2 separate regions of the Mus musculus genome follow, and region 1 is linked to region 2. Evidence: chromatin contacts called from public HiChIP or PLAC-seq data. All regions are on one chromosome and are shown on one strand. The core of a region is the stretch at or near the end of the contact, and the rest is flanking DNA. Distances in the headings are between cores, read along the strand shown. Region 1 overlaps Deptor (DEP domain containing MTOR-interacting protein). Region 2 holds the start of Dscc1 (DNA replication and sister chromatid cohesion 1).

Region 1 (3,166 bases), core at 476-2,975, 120 kb after region 2:
ACTCAGAAATCCACCTGCCTCTGACTCCATAGAGCTGGGCGTGCGCCACCACGGTCTGGCCACATTTTCTTTATTCATCCTTCAGCTGAAGGATATCTTAGGTTATATCCAGTTTCTGGCTATTACAAATAAAGCTGCTAGGAGCATAGTTGAGCAAGTGTCCTTGTGGTATGGTGGAGCATCTTTTGTGGTGATATAGCCAGGTCTTGAGCTAGAACTATTCCCAATTTTCTAAAAACTGCCAGATTGCTTTTCAAAGTTTTTGTATAAGTCTGCACACTCAGCAGGCATGAGGGTTCGCCTTTCTCCACATCCTCACCAGCATGTGCTGTCACTTGCATTTTTGATCTTAGCCATTCTAACAGGTAGAAGATGGACTATCAGAATAGTTTTGATTTGCATTTCCCTGGTGACCAAGGACTTTGAACATTTCTTTAAGTGCTTCTCAGCCATTGGAGGTTCCTCACTCAAGAATTCTCTGTTGGGATCTACCTGTACCCCATTTTTAATTGGGTTATCTGGTTTGTTGATGTCTAATTTCTTGAGTTCTTAACATATTTTGGGTATCAGCCCTGTGTCAAATGTAGAGTTGGTGAAGATCTCTTCCCATTCTGTAGGCTGCTATTCTGTCCTATTGATGGTGTCCTTCGCTTCAGGAAGTCCCATTTATTAATTGTTGAGCTGAGCGCCTGAGATGTTGGTGTTCTATTCAGGAAGTTGTCTCCTATGCCAATGAGTTCAAGGCTATTCCTCACTTTCTTTTCTATTAGATTTAGTATATCTGGTTTTATGTCAAAGTCTTTGATCAACTCGGGCTTGAGTTTTGATGTATTTATTTTAACAAATAAAGACCAGTGATGTAGAATGTTTGGTAGAATGTTTACCTGCCATGTTTAAATTGTGCGCAATGGCACAGAGACCTACAATCCAAACCCTCAGGACAGGCAGAATGGGATGTCAAGGTCACCCTTGTCAAGGTCACCCTTGAGTACATATAGTGAGTTCAAAGCCAGCCTGGGCTATAGCAGACTCTGGCTCAAAGAGAAAAGAAATGAAGTCTTAGTATGGGACATATACATACACTGTGCTGGGTTGCAGGGAGCCTGGGGTTAATTCAGGTAGAAAAACAAGGGAAGTAAGTGAGCCATGAGAATGTACAGTGTGGTATGTGATCTGGTGGAGGGGACCCTGGGGCCAGTAGTACACTACGAAGAGAACTCCGGTGAGACTGACTTTCACAGAGGATCTGGCTACCAAATTTTTTAAATGTGTGTCACGTGAGAAGAATTTGGGAGTGCGTGTGCGCCACTCCACAAGCCCACATGGCATTTGCGTAGCCTCTTTCTTGGGACTTTTGCCCCTGTTGGCTGTAGTCTTCTGGCTGTGTCGCTCTCTGGCCTGCATGCCACACATTCTCCATGAGTTGTCTCTTCTCCCCAGTGTCTAACAAGCACCCGTTTGTGGACAGCAACCTCCTCTACCAGTTCAGAATGAACTTCCGTCGGAGGCGGAGGCTGATGGAGCTGCTCAATGAGACGTCCCCGTCCTCTCAGGAGACGCATGACAGTCCCTTCTGTCTGAGGAAGCAGAGCCACGACAGTCGGAAATCTACCAGCTTTATGTCAGGTATGCCGGTTTTCCGGTGTGTTTGTCTTTTGAGAGGTAATAAAGTGTGGGGCCAAGAATCCTTTGGTATGCTGCTTGCTAGTACACAGGAAGCCTGAGGTTTAATCCCTAGCAACACTCAGGTGTGGCAGCGCATTCCTGTAAATTCCAGAACTCGGGAGGAGGAGGCGGGTGGATTAGAAAAGCATCGTCATCCAACACTACAGTATTTGATGTCTTCTTGGGTTATGTGAGACCTTGTGTTAAACATGCCTGCCTGCGTTCGAGAGCGCATGCACACACACACACACACACACACACACACACACACACACACACACACCATCGCAAATACAGAAGTGGGAGATGTTTAAAGAGAATCCCCAACTCCTCTGAAAACTTGGCATGAACTCAAGGCACTTGGTGACTTAAAGTTCAGAAGCACTGGGTGGCTGAGGGGCCCTAGCCTGTGATGCCAGTAATTGGGAGATAGAGGCAAGAACTCAAGGTCAGGTGTAGAGCCATAACTTCCTAAGATCCTGCCTCAAAAGGAAGAGAGGGAATGGGGGAGGAAAGGAAGGAAGGAAGGAAGGAAGGAAATAGAAAGGAGAGAAGGAAGGGAGGGAGGGAGGGAGGGAGGGAGGAAGAGAAGGAGGGTGAAAGGGAGGACAAAGTAAATCAGCACAGGGCTTAAGTCAGCCCCAAATGTATTTGTCCGGTCTTGCTTATGCACAGGAGCTGATAACAAGAACACTTACGCTGTCAAAGGAGACATTTCTGTGCCCTGGTTTGCTCACTTAATTCTTCCTGTAACCCCAAGGAAACGATTGTTCCTGTCCTCATTTTATAGATGAGGAAATACCCTAGCACTGGAGTGATTTGACAGTTCCAAGTGGTAGACGTGGCTTCACACCAGCAGCTCCAATTTATCACCCCCTCCCCCCCGCCTTTCGAGTCCTGTATATCCAAAGGTCCTCATACACACCTTGGTTCAAAATAAAAATGAAGCAAGAGTTGCTAAGCAGAAAAGTGAAAACCAAGCTGAAGGCCAGCTACCCAAGTTTATGCTCCAAGGTTATCGCAGGTGGTAGCATTCTGTCTAAGCTCTGCCCCACAGTTACCTGGCAACAGCCAGATGTGCCTGACTGGCTATAAAGGGGGATGCTTGTCCCTTCTGCTCTCTCTTGGTCTCTTGCATTCTTGTTCCCACTCTGTCCTCTCATCTCCCCCCCCCCCATTCCCCTCCTCACTGTGTCTCCTAGTGCTCATGGCTGGCCTCTACTCCTCTACTTACTCTCTCTTTCTCTCTCTCTCCCCCTCTCCCTCCCCCTCCCCCTCGTTCTCTTGCTCTCTCACTCTCTCTGCCTTTCTCTGTCTCTACTCTTCTCCCCGTTCCCTGAATAAACTCTGTTCTATACTATACTGTCATGTAGCTGGTCCCTCAGAAGGGAAGGGAGGCTTCAGCATGGGCCCGTGGAGGCACGTCCTTCCCCCATACCTTACCACACCTCCACCAAACACATTCCTTCTCTCCTTTATAAAACACAAGAATAGGGACACA
Region 2 (3,086 bases), core at 117-2,616:
TACAGGCAAATGGAGGGGGGGGGTAAAGACATGGCTTATTGAGACTCTAGTGGATAGCTCACTTTAAATAACTCCCAAATCGGGGACTAGAGAGATGGCTCAGCGATTAAGAGCACTGACTGCTCTTCCAGAGGTCCTGAGTCCTGAGTTCAAATCCCAACAACCACATGGTGGCTCCCAACCACCCATAAGAGATCTGATGCCCTCTTCTGGGGTGTCTGAGGACAGCTACAGTGTACTTACATATAATAAATAAATAAATCTAAAAAAAAAGAAAGAAAGAAAGAAAAAATAAGTCCCAAATCCTGTGGCTTCTAGATTTAAAATTAAACCTTGGGAGTGTGGTGCTTTGAAAGAGGACCCCGCCCCCAAACACAGGCTCAGACATTTGAACACTTAGTCCCCAGTCCACAGCCCTATCTGAGGAGGGGTTGGGAGGTGTAGCCTTACTGGAGGAAGTATGTCACTGAGGGGGAGCTCTGAGAGTAAGAGCCTTGCCCACTTGCAGTTCAGTCACTCAGCTTTGTGCTTGCCATAAAAGACATGATCTCAGCCTAGGATTTAAAATCCAAGGTCTTGGCAGCAACTTTGTAGTTGACCCGGAATTAAAAACAGATCCAGATCTTCAGTAAGTGACCCCAACCAACCCCCGGGCTACACGCAGCAGTCTGCATTAGGCTTTAAACTTCTGTCTCGTTTGTCCCATCTGCGGTTCAAGGAGAAGAAACCCAAGTGGCAAGCCAAGAACTCTCTCTACAGGCACTGCTACTACATTCTGAGATTGAACGAGTGTTTCTGTGGAGTACTTGGCATCAGTACTGAGCCCTCCAAAGCTCCCTGGAGCTTCCTTCTTGACACTCCCCCGCTGACACCTGGCTCTAAATTCCCTGGAGTCCTGCTAACAAGGCAGTCTAGCAAATGCTGAATCCTCCTGACAGATGACAGCAAGCTGAGGACCCGCCCATCGGCCTGTACGGGCCCAATCAAAGCAACTCTCTGCACCAGTTCCTCCTTCCGAGTTCCCCGGGCTACGCCGGGCGGGTAGGCGGCCTCTTTGAGGCCGGGGAATCGGCGCTCCCGAGCCCCACCATCCCGGCTCACCTGTCCCCGGCCTCCAGCTGCTGGCACAGTGCTGGTTCCAGCTCCAGCAGGCAGAAGTCGCCGGTGGCCGCGCCGCCGGTCCCGGAGCTGAAGCTCAGGCAGTGCACCGTGGGCAGCAGCTCGGTGGCGTTCAGCTTGGCAACCTGCAGCGTCGCGTCCACTTCCTCGCGGGTCCTCCGGGAAGCGCTCGGCGGGGACATCTCGCAGCACGGAGAGGGGTGTGTCCTCGACCTAAACTCCCGGGACTTCAAAAGCGCGCCAAATCCGCCCGAGCCGACTTCCGGGGCGGGACGGGGCGTGTCCCGAGGAAGTCGGAAAGTATCTGGACTCGCGAGTCCTTCTGCAGCCCACTGACAGCGTGCAAGTCCCCGGTTGCTGGGGAGAAGCACGGTTTCCCCCATGAGGACTCCAGGAAGGTCCTGTTAGCAATTCTGGGTCCCCACGGGGCCAAGCACGGCTCTTGCACTCACCCCTTCCGCCACCCTGTGCCCACCCCCTTCTTTCCCGCCAAAGCTCCTTTTCCTCGCCTGCTGCGGTGGGTCCCGTGATGAGCTATGTCTGTGCAGAATTTCATTAAGCCGTTAAAACAACCCAGTAAGGCAGGATCCTGTCGATCCTGTCATGCAGAAGCGAGCAGAATGCTTGCCAATGGTGGCGCAGCCTTGAGATGGCAAAGTCTGAATCCAGCTTGATGTATGTATGGTGGTTCCAAAATAGCCTGCCCAGTGTTGTGCAGGACCAAGAACCAGATCCTGGCAGAATAAGATGTCATTTGTTTGGACTTCGAGACCATCCTAGATGGAAGGTAGCTTGCCTCCCGTTCGTTAAATACTTCATTTGTGCTAAGTGGCGCTTGAGACTTCTACACAGAAACAGCCCGCCTGGTATGCTCCTGGGAGAGTCTGGCTAACTCAGCATTACAGGGTGTGATGTTTTCTTGACCAAAGTTTACAATGACGTGAAACTGTTTTAAGATGAAAACCCATTCATAGACTCACATCCATGCACCTGAAACTGATGTGCGAGCTCTCTAAGGGATGCTGCCGGCAGACCCCTGCAGACTGGCCACCCATAAAAGTTGAAACAGTAAGAGGAATAATTGTCTTCAGAGAGGGTGGTTTCTCACTCCTTCCTGTAAAACAAACAAATGAATAAATAAAAAGGGAGGCCAAGGTGACCCCAGTCCATCAGGTTAAAAACCGACATGAGCCAGGTAGTGCTGGCACCATACCTTTAATCCCAGCACTCAGGAGGCAAAGGGAGGACCTCTGAATTCTAGACCAGCCTGGACTATAGAGCAAGTTCCAGGACAGCCAAGGCTACACAGAGTAACATTGTCTAGAAAAACAACAAGCAAAAACATCTGAGTTGCCAAAGGGTAGTTTAGTTCCAGCACTCAGGAGGCAGAGGCTGGCGGATCTGAGTTCGAGGCCATTCTGGTCTACATAGTGAGCTTCAAGCCAGTCAAGGCTAAATAGACCCCCCCCCTCTCTCTCTCTCTCACACACACACACACACACACACACACACAAAACAAAAAAAAACAAAAATCGGATCGAATAAGAAAAATGATGGAACAATATCCTGAATATGAAAGTACCACGAATTTATTAGTGGCTATCACTAAGATGGCTCAAAGTTAAAAGTGCTTGCCATGCAAGATGATAAGCTGACTTCAGTCTCCAGAAGATATAGTGGAAGAAGAGACCCAACTCTGAAAGTTGCCCTCTGACTGCCACACATGTGCCATAACAAGTGTGCACCCACACACACAATAATAAAATTTTAAAAATTAAGGATACTGTAGGATAGTGTCTTAGTTGGAGTTTCATTGCTATGAAGCAACCTCATGACCAAGGCAACTCTTATAAGGGAAAACACTTAATTGGGAATAGCTTACAGTTTTGGAGGTTCAGTCCATTATCATCATGGCAGGAAGTATGGTAGTATGCAGGGAGACTGGAAGAGCCAAGAGTTCTACATCT

The links. HiChIP or PLAC-seq counts read pairs in DNA pulled down with a chosen protein or histone mark.
Region 1: a contact with region 2 is called in an H3K27ac HiChIP or PLAC-seq map of trophoblast stem cells, with 11 read pairs. The contact joins the enhancer-like site here to the promoter of Dscc1 in region 2. A contact is called at or near these places in 7 of 39 promoter capture datasets (the 3T3-L1 cell line, embryonic stem cells, hippocampal neurons and 3 more), 14 of 484 Hi-C or Micro-C datasets (DN2 thymocytes, centroblasts, embryonic stem cells and 2 more), 4 of 115 datasets of contacts at active chromatin or transcription factors (the SCID.adh cell line, embryonic stem cells and trophoblast stem cells) and 3 of 9 other capture datasets (adipose tissue, macrophages and pancreatic islet).

The regions. Positions count from the first base shown.
Region 1 is chr15:55,207,291-55,210,456 of GRCm38.p6, forward strand. Deptor (DEP domain containing MTOR-interacting protein) reads left to right here. Exons shown (of 9, transcript NM_145470.3): 5 at 1,441-1,626. Among named protein-coding and RNA genes, the nearest start is that of Gm26296, 54 kb to the right of the region's middle. Within about 2 kb of position 1,726, at least 22 of the 459 cell types and tissues checked have an H3K27ac peak or open chromatin away from gene starts, as enhancers often do. A contact at or near this core is called in the SCID.adh cell line, adipose tissue and trophoblast stem cells, where this site is marked.
Region 2 is chr15:55,089,125-55,092,210 of GRCm38.p6, forward strand. It overlaps Dscc1 (DNA replication and sister chromatid cohesion 1), which reads right to left and starts at 1,367. Exons shown (of 9, transcript NM_183089.3): 1 at 1,102-1,367. The coding sequence starts at 1,301. The region is part of intron 2 of Gm41325 (a long non-coding RNA gene); the gene reads left to right.